2 separate regions of the Xenopus laevis genome follow, and region 1 is linked to region 2. The links are chromatin contacts, called in public Hi-C maps. All regions are on one chromosome and are shown on one strand. Each heading gives the region's core, a stretch centred on a gene start, on an enhancer-like site or on the middle of the called end of the contact. The rest is flanking DNA. Distances are from core to core; before and after follow the strand shown.

The links. Hi-C and Micro-C count contacts between places; a contact is called where the count stands out from the background.
Region 1: a Hi-C map of the XTC cell line shows a contact between it and region 2, with 4 times the contacts expected there. The contact joins two enhancer-like sites. A contact is called at or near these places in 3 of 4 Hi-C or Micro-C datasets (the XL177 cell line, the XTC cell line and animal cap).

Annotation. Positions count from the first base shown.
Region 1 is chr3L:70,408,245-70,412,931 of Xenopus_laevis_v10.1, forward strand. It overlaps a transcript of slc38a2.L not described here. Among protein-coding and RNA genes, the nearest start is that of slc38a2.L, 15 kb to the left of the region's middle. Within about 2 kb of position 3,202, at least 2 of the 7 cell types and tissues checked have an H3K27ac peak or open chromatin away from gene starts, as enhancers often do.
Region 2 is chr3L:70,343,934-70,348,809 of Xenopus_laevis_v10.1, forward strand. No RefSeq gene overlaps it. Among protein-coding and RNA genes, the nearest start is that of LOC121401500, 16 kb to the right of the region's middle. Within about 2 kb of position 2,473, at least 2 of the 7 cell types and tissues checked have an H3K27ac peak or open chromatin away from gene starts, as enhancers often do.

The DNA of each region.
Region 1 (4,687 bases), core at 1,952-4,451, 65 kb after region 2:
ATGATTTTCTGTTTCCTCTTGGGGTCTGCTCATGTCCTGTTTGTGTGTGGCCAACCCTCCATGTCATATTAACTAATTCAGAGTGGTTAAGGCTAGGAAATGTCTTTCACTGAACAGTGAACAGTTGTTTCATAATGCCCGGACAACAGAGGCTACTAAATCACTCAATGTGACTATATCTGATGTTGCTCAATCCAGTTAATAGTAAATAAACATGGAGCCATTGCAGGTGTAATGGGTGAGCCATTGCTGGCATCTTGAGAGAGGTGTAAAGTATTGATTGAACTGAAAATTCAGTAGTGCATCATTCATGCAGCCTTCGGTGCAGAACTGGTGTTAACTGGAAATGCAAATAGGGAGCTCAGGGTTTCCCCAGTTACTAGTGAATGTTGCAAGGGGAAATTCTCCTCTGGTTACACTCTCTCAATTGGCAGCAGGTTGGTGGTAATGTCTAGGCCCCCCTCGGCTGTATTTTCAGCTACTGCTCTGCAACTCTTAGGGCAGAGACACACGTGGAGATTCAGACTCTAAATTGCCGGTGGGATGGCACTCGGAGCACTTCATTTTCAGAAGTCGCCCGAAGTTTTCTCGTGAGGCGACTTCGGAAAACAAAGTGCCCCCGCCCCGTGCCATCCCGCCGGCGATTAGATCCTAGCCGTTGAGAAGCCAGTTTGGCGAGATTAATTGCCCGAAGAAGAGGCGATTTATCCCTGAATCTCCACGTGTGTCTCTGCCCTTACATGTCACAAGAAAATAGCCCAGTTGGCCCCAGGCTTATAAATCATTCTGTGTATTTAATAGATTGCTAGAAATGGACCTGTATCATTTATTACGGACCTATGCAACAAACTATGAACAACTATTTAAAGATGGAATCCTTTGTAAATATAATGGAAATGTATTGCTAACTCCATTTAAATATAATTTTGATTCAGATAAACTCTTTGCAATAACATGTCTGACTGGCAGAGCATTTAATTAATACTATAGGCATGTCCAATCTGTGGCCGTACAGCTTAAAGCCCCAAAATGCTCTGGAAGTTTTCACCTACCTATGGATAATGAGACATGCTGGAGGATCACAAGTTGTGACATCCTAGGTAATGGATCAGTTAGCTTGCAAAGGGTCCCTATATAAAATACTGCTTTCATTTTACATAGATTGTACTTCTAAATCTAGGAAGTTCTACTTACCAACCAATATATGATTAATTTACTAGTCTGCTGTACAGTTTGAAACAGACATGTTTCTTTTTCCTCAAATCCTAAGAAGGCTAATAGCAGGCTCTATATTTTAAGAGCTGTCGTTGGCTTGACAGTTGGAAGCTTGACATCTCTGGCTTGTTTGTTTATAAAATCCATGTGTATTAATGTATAATACTTTAGTTTGTTAGAGCCAGCAGCCCAATAAGTGGTGCTGGTGAGGCACAAGTTTTAGTGAGACACTGTTGGTTTTAATTAATCTAAATAAAGAAAACCTGCTACTGCTGCTTTGTTGTTTGTTTGGAATTATTTACTTGCTTGGCTTATTAATAGACTTTATAGTAATACTAACATTTTGTAAACTACAATGTTCAGGTGTTCTTTTTTTTCATACAAAGAGATGTGGGTGGGGCAGGAACAGAATTTGAGAGAAGACCATCTAGATAAATACAATTGCAAATGTATATAACCATATCAAATATTAAAAAGCAAAATGGTAGAATAATTGACCATACCAATGAGTAACTTAAAGGGGTTGTTCACCGTTGAGTAAACTTTTAGTATGATGTACTGAATTACATAGTTACATAGTTAAATCGGGTTGAAAAAAGACAGTCCATCAAGTCCAACCCCTCCAAATGAAAACCCAGCATCCATACACACACCCCTCCCTACTTTCACACAAATTATATATACCTATATCTATACTAACTATAGAGTTTAGTATCACAATAGCCTTTGATATTATGTCTATCCAAAAAATCATCCAAGCCATTCTTAAAGGCATTAACTGAATCAGCCATCACAACATCACCCGGCAGTGCATTCCACAACCTCACTGTCCTGACTGTGAAGAACCACCTACGTTGCTTCAAATGAAAGTTCTTTTCTTCTGTTCTAAAGGGGTGGCCTCTGGTACGGTGATCCACTTTATGGGTAAAAAGGTCCCCTGCCATTTGTCTATAATGCCCTCTAATGTACTTGTAAAGTGTAATCATGTCCCCTCACAAGCGCCTTTTTTCCAGAGAAAACAACCCCAACCTTGACAGTCTACCCTCATAATTTAAGTCTTCCATCCCTCTAACCAATTTAGTTGCACGTCTCTGCACTCTCTCCAGCTCATTTATATCCCTCTTAAGGACTGGAGTCCAAAACTGCACTGCATACTCCAGATGAGGCCTTACCAGGCACCTATAAAGAGGCATAATTATGTTTTCATCCCTTGAGTTAATGCCCTTTTTTATGCAAGACAGAACTTTATTTGCTTTAGTAGCCACAGAATGACATTGCCCAGAATTAGACAACTTGTTATCTACAAAAATCCCAAGATCCTTCTCATTTAAGGAAACTCCCAACACACTGCCATTTAGTGTATAACTTGCATTTATATTATTTTTGCCAAAGTGCATAACCATGCATTTATCAACAGTGAACCTCATTTTCCAGTTTGCTGCCCAGTTTGCCAACTTAGAAAAATCATTTACAGTCCTTTCAATGCCTAGGTTCTAGGGTCCAAATTACCCTAGCAACCATGCACTGAAATGAAAAAGAGACTGGAATGTGAATAGAAAAGGGCCTGAATAGTAAGATGAGTAATAAACAGTAGCAATAATGGTCAATTTGTAGCCTTAAAGAGCTTTTTTTAGGTGGGGTCAGTGACACCCATTTGAAAGATTTAAAGAGTAATAATTAAAAAACTATTAAAAAAACAGATAATGAAGACCAATTGAAAAATTGCTTAGAATTGGCCAGTCTATAACACTAAGCAACACAACAATAACCTTTCCAGATAAAAATATTGTTATATAAATATATATATATATATAATATAATTTGCCAACATATTGGTCTGCTTCCAACTGAAAAAGAAAACGGCTCTGTATTTTTTACTGTGTAGAATGCATTGGCTCTACAACTTTTCCTCTCAGTTACAGAGCGTTCAGTCACCCTGACTGCAGATAGGCAGCTGTTTCTATCAGGTCTGTTGTACAGTTGCCATGCAATACGTTTGAAGTAACTACGTAGAACTGCATGAATATGCATGAAAAGTGAATGCAACACGGTTCATCCCAGTACCATCCCAGTGTCCTCTCTTATATTCAAACACTAATGTTTATATTATTAGAAGCATTCATTTTGTTTTTAGCCCTGTTTTGAAATTGTGCTTTTTTTCCAGGCTTCTGTGGAAATTTTCAGGTAAATAACAAGGCTTTTTTCTTTTGTATACAGCAAACGTCAGTGCTGTGCACATGTCTAAATGCAACCAATACAGCATGGAAAGAGCAAATATTTAAAAAGGTAACAGTAGGTTGTCCAGCAGGCATTAATGTTTCAATAAATCATTGTCTTTTTTTCTAAAGAAGAGAATTTCCAGCACAGCTTTGCCTGTGTAAGTTTTCCAGTGTATCATCAGCCAGCACTGGGAAATAGGGTGTGGTGAGAATGTTTTTAAGTTTTTCAGCTACCAACAAAACTTCAGAGAAGTAGAAAGTTTACACAATAACAACGGGTGAGTTTTTTGCATTTTACCTAGTGGCCGGTTAATGTATCTGTATATACAGACATCATGCAGCCATAGCTCCAGGAGTAACCTGAAGTGAAATCAGCGATAAAAGCAGATCACTCCCTGCTGGCCATACAAATTAAAAAAGTAGACATTTGGGAGGGTTGGGATTCATTGAAGCTCTCTCCAGGGTAGTGTCAATCCTACCCCAAAGTCAGAGTTTCTATGGAGTCCCTTGACTAGAAACTAGCCAAGTACCAGACCCACTACATATGTGTTTGCACAGATAATTTTGAAATGATAAAAGTAACCCCCAGAAAATCAACTAAAACAATACATTTTTAATGGCTCTCTGAAGGTTTTTGATTTTAAAAAAAGCCATTTGAGAAGGTCTCTGCCTACTGTTACGCCGGCCCGGGCTTGTGGAAAGCCAATCCCCTTTGCTCTTGTCCCGATGATGAAAATCCCAACCTTGGGGCACACACTAGGGGGCAGATTTACCAACCGGTGAAAATTCGCCCATTCCACTTCGCACCCAGTGCAACATTTCGCCAACGCCGAACACTGGCGCTTTTTCACTGGCGGTACTTCGGTAATGTGAGCATTTCAAATCGCAGATACGCTAGCGTTCATTTCTGGCTAGTGAAAATTTGCATATGGCGGGAAATTGAAAGTTGTATGGACTTCTTTTTGTTTTATGTTGCAGCAAATACTTTACATTTACACTGTTTATTACACATGTCCAGGGAAGCTTAATAAAGACAATAGAGTTGTTATAATGCCCTACATGAGCCCAGTGTAAAGTTAATGTTCCATATTAGAAAATGTATGGCGAAAGCTGGTTACCCTAAAAAACATTTTAAGGACTTTTGCAGCCTATCACTCTGAAATAAGGAAAAAGACTACAGCGTTTTTTGAACTTTTTTGATGCATTTTCGGATCACAGAATATGATGTAAGTGAAGACTGAGGAAGATCTATG
Region 2 (4,876 bases), core at 1,223-3,722:
GCCAAACTGCACTGTGTCACTCTCTGTCCATTTTTTTGACACTTTGTCTCTTTGTAAGTGAGCTATCAGACAAAGACTTTGTATGATTCTCACTTTTTCCACTGGAATACACAAATGTATCAAAAAGGCATTAATGCTTTAATGTTTAATTAAATATTCTGTTTTGTCTCTGGTCTCTGGCAATTAAATAATCTTTATCAGCGTGAGAAACAAGATTGGTATGCTTACAGATGCTCCTTTTCCCAAAACAGTGTTAGATAAGTAGCTAGACCAATGGTTCTCAGACTTTGACGATAACTTTGTTGTCCCAGAAGAATTATTACAAATGCAGTGAATGGATTTTATAAACCATATACATGGCAGTAGTTTTTACTTCTTTGCAGTCATAAGTGCCACACAATTAATTTGAACTGTTCTATCCATGTTTTCTGGCACTGTCAAAGTTCAGTGTTTGAAAACCACAGCCAGGTTACCTTCCATGGGAAACTCTATAAGCTTTGCTTTGGTCCATGTAGAGACCTCTAAGCACACTTTGCAACAGATGAGTAACCCGCTTCTTGCTCTAACAACAGAGACCAAAGCCTATAGTCCTGGGTGATAAATATAGGCAAAATAGTAAATAAAGTTATTCCAAGCTCATGTTTGTGTGTTGAACAAGAAGAAAAAGCACCTTTTATTTTCTCAGAATATATTATATTTAGAAGCCTCTTAAGGACAGAAGTGATCTTTATGGTTTTCAGGGAAGAGATCCTAGAAAATATTAGAATTAAAAGTGAAGAATACAATGCAATAATAAATGAATTGTGCAAATTAACATGGGAGGGTTATTTACTAAAATCCAAATGTATCTAATTTTTTAAATAAAACAAACACAACCAAACTCCAATATCCGATTTTACCTTATTTATTTTTAAAAAAAGTTGATTTAATGTGTTTGAGCACAAACACAAAAAGATCGAATGAAAACCTGAATCTTACAATTTTTTCAGGGTTTTTTCCAGACATCAGGAAGAATGGTATTTTCTTCCGCCAAGCCAAATATTGCATGCAAATTTGTTGCCAAACAAAATCTAAATATCCAATGCAGATTGTTTTTGGCAGACATGGGGGGGGGCAACTGTGCGCCCCTTAATACTCATGAGTCAAGAGATTATTCTGCCTGGGGTCTGGCTGCACTCTGCACCTTGTGGTGTATAAAAAATACAGTGCAAGGTGTAGAGAACAACATCTGATGCCTAACTCATTGAAAATGATGCACAAGTAAGGGAACAGAAAAGGGGGATGCCTCCTCCTGCTCAACCCTCATGAATACAGCATTGGTGAGCACAGGCATGGGGTCAGCCATTTAAAGCAATTTGTCAAGAAAGGAAAACAAGGCACATACAAAATGCAAAGAAATGGTCCCTTGCACTTTGTACATTGCTTTCCTGATGGTAAATGAGCCCTAAAGGGCAGGTTTATAAAACAAATGCAGAAACTGTAAGTTCCTTAACTGGGCTTAATTTTTTTTAAAAAAAAAAAAAAACAACAATCCGTGATGTACACACAAGCAGGTTTTTTAACAGGAACTGATTCGCAGTTTCTGCAGTCATTTGTCTTCCTGTACTTTGTACTCTCTCTTCAAAAGTGAATTAAGAGAGCAGACACTGTACCATTCCTTTGCGGACAAGGACATAGAGATCAAAGACTAAATAGCAAGGCTGTGGGACATTCTGTTATTTTCTATTCCTGAATGGAACATCTTCATGCACGCAGTCTAATAAACTGTGAGTAGTTCTTTTTTCGATTCACACAAACCATTTAAATTCAATACATGATGTGCAACAATGGGCACATTGCTTAACACTGTACATTTCAGTGAAAATCTACTTTTAACTTCCTGTTTGGTTGCAATGTCACGCTTGCTAGATCTCTTTCATACAATAAGTGAACTTCCACATTAAGCACCCAAAATACTTCTTCTTACAAATATAACGAAAACAGTGATAGAGCCAGCTACCATCTTAAAAACACATCTTCATGTTTTAAGGGGTTTCTAAGCATACATACTAACATGCATAGACGATGTCCTTGCATTTTGCTTCCAATAAGGATTAATTATATCTTAGTTTGGATCAAGTACAAGGTACTGTTTTATTAGTACAGATTTCTGGATAACGGGTTTCCGGATAACAGATCCCATAACCGTATAATATTATTATATAATATATTAATGTAGTTGGGGTTGTCTTGGTGAAGCACTTATTTATCTATTTTCTTCATAACTTGTTTAAAACCTGATCAACAAATGGTACAAGAAGTACCTGCTGGCTTGAAGCAAACACAGAGGTCAAATTGATAGTGCGGTGCTGCTATGTAACTCACAAGTTAAACAATTAGAAGTATGTGGCTCTATACCTCCTGCACTCTCCTCCAATAGTTTCCGTGGCCACAGTCTAAAAAAGCTAAACAACACACCAACACTCAGCGGCAGTGTCCCATTACATCCTGCAATGATCACAGCGCCAGAAACAACCAAAGTATGCTATTCATTAGGGACAAGTCAGTTGTGTGTGAGTACAGAATGCTATTGGAGCTGTGGAAGTAACCCTGTGCTCTGTACTTTGCACTTTATGCTGCAATGCAAAGCAGTGTCAAATTGTGTATTGCTGCATTTTACACTGTACCTTGCATTAGTAAATGAGCCCTCTTGTGTCTTCTGTTAGATGTGAATGCTATTCACATCTGGATGACACCTAATTAGTGTGAAAGGACAAATAAGATAGGCCACCCTTCTGCAACTTAATCACAGTATCCAGACATGGCTGACTTAAAAAAACCAATTACTCTTAGCACATATGTGAATGCTTCAAGAGTAAACTAATGCCCTCTTTCTGTTATTGAACACTTACAAATTAATTTGCTTCAAGAATTTTTTAGTCAAACAGGGAAGAATCTCTAGTCAAATACTAATAATGTTGCATTCATTTTCATATGATTGAGTTGAATACTAAACGGTGTGATATTTTGTGAAGGTATAAAGGGGAAAAAGCCTGTTTCTTGAAGATACCTGTACTAATTATATTCATCAGTATGTACTTTGTAATACATCTTATATAAATATCTGTGATTCTATTGAACATCTATGATAATACCAGGCAAGTTAATAGGTACAATAAAACCTTTGTTATAATTGTCTTAACTTAAACAAAAGAAAATATCCAATGCAGTGTTTTTCCTGTGGCAGACCAAAGTATCTGCTTTACAAATATCTTGTGACTACCAGCCAGTGTTGTAACGTGAACAGGGAAGGCCTCCCCACAAAAAATCTTTTAGGGGGTCCTCCTTAGATGTGCCTCACACCCACTGGGCAGCTACAAAGTTTAACCAGCAGAGGAGGCTGGGGAGGGGGGGGCTACCACACAGCAGACCCCAGGTCTGGGTCCCCGGCCCTTGCTTGGTCACAGGGTCTGCTGTATGACAGTAATGCTACTAATCATCTGCTTCCCCACACTCTAGATCTCATTCTAAGAAATGGTTTTGCAAATAGGAGAAGCATATATTTGGTTACTTGCCTTGAAAAACCATTCCTTAGCCCAAGATCTACCAGATGATATGCCTAAAATCACATTTGATAGTTAGCAGGTCCGGACTGAGAATTAAAATAGGCCCTAGCATTTCAAGTACATAGAGGCTCACTCAGCCCACACAGAGGCCCAAACAGCCCCCACCAGCCCACTAAATACTGACTTTCTATGGCACCTTATAGCAGCCCCTCTGGCATTTGCCAGAACCCACAGATTGTCGGTCTGATAGTTAGTATTGTTATCTGAGAATTCTATGTAATGACTTGGACTATTGGTCCTAATAAAGTAAAAGTAGAGTGTTTCCTAAAAAGGAAGGGAAAGCTAGCGACTAGATTGAATAGGCTATCTTTATCTAATGCTGCATAAAACAGTAATGTTGCGAACCAGGGAACATAAGAACTTATAATCATCTTATGTAAAAAATTGGGTTTATGTTGATAACCTATAAAATGTATTATCCTGACCTAACATAGGACAATGTGAGGTAAGGATTAGTGTCATTGTTGTAGGAAGCAGGGGGTGCAACTGCACCACAGTAGGGCCTACTGGGAGACCTGGTGGCTCACTGTTGCAAGCTGATGGTATGGTGGAAGGAAGGTCCTATGCAAATGTAGGGCCTGATGTCAATTTTGCCCTGGGATGCTTAAAGGGATTCTGTCACGATTTTTATGGTGTCATTTTTATCTCTAAATTACATTGTTTACATAACAAATAATTCACTCCACCGTATAAAATTATATTCCTGAACCAACAAACCTATTTTTTTAAGTTGTAATATTGGTGTGTAGGCAACTATCTCAGGTCGTTGTGCCTGATCCTGTGGTTTCAGAAAGGGCCAGTATATACACACTGGAACTACAATACTTATAAGATATTGTTTCTCTTGCTATTCTCAAATCTACCACTAGCATTTCTAGCAATGCAGGTCAGAGAGCCATTATCTTGTTATATTTCCATTGTTCTTGACAGGTTCTGGTGAAGAAAGGGAGAGGATGATATCACTCCAACTTGCAGTGCAGCAGTAAAGAGTTTATCAAAGCTCAAATCACATAGCTGGGGTACCTGGGAAACTAACAACATGTATCGCCCAACGTCAGATTTCGAAATTAAACATGAGAAAAATCTGCTCTTTTGAAAAACACATTTTAGTGCAGAAGTCAGCTGGTGTGTTTAAAAAAAACGTGTTTTCGCATGACAGAATCCTTTTAAGCCTTTAGTATTACATAAAGTAAAAAAAAAAAAAGAGTTGACATACAGAAGGATTTGGTTGTAGAGTTTATTCAACATGATGTAAAGCTACCAGCTTTGGT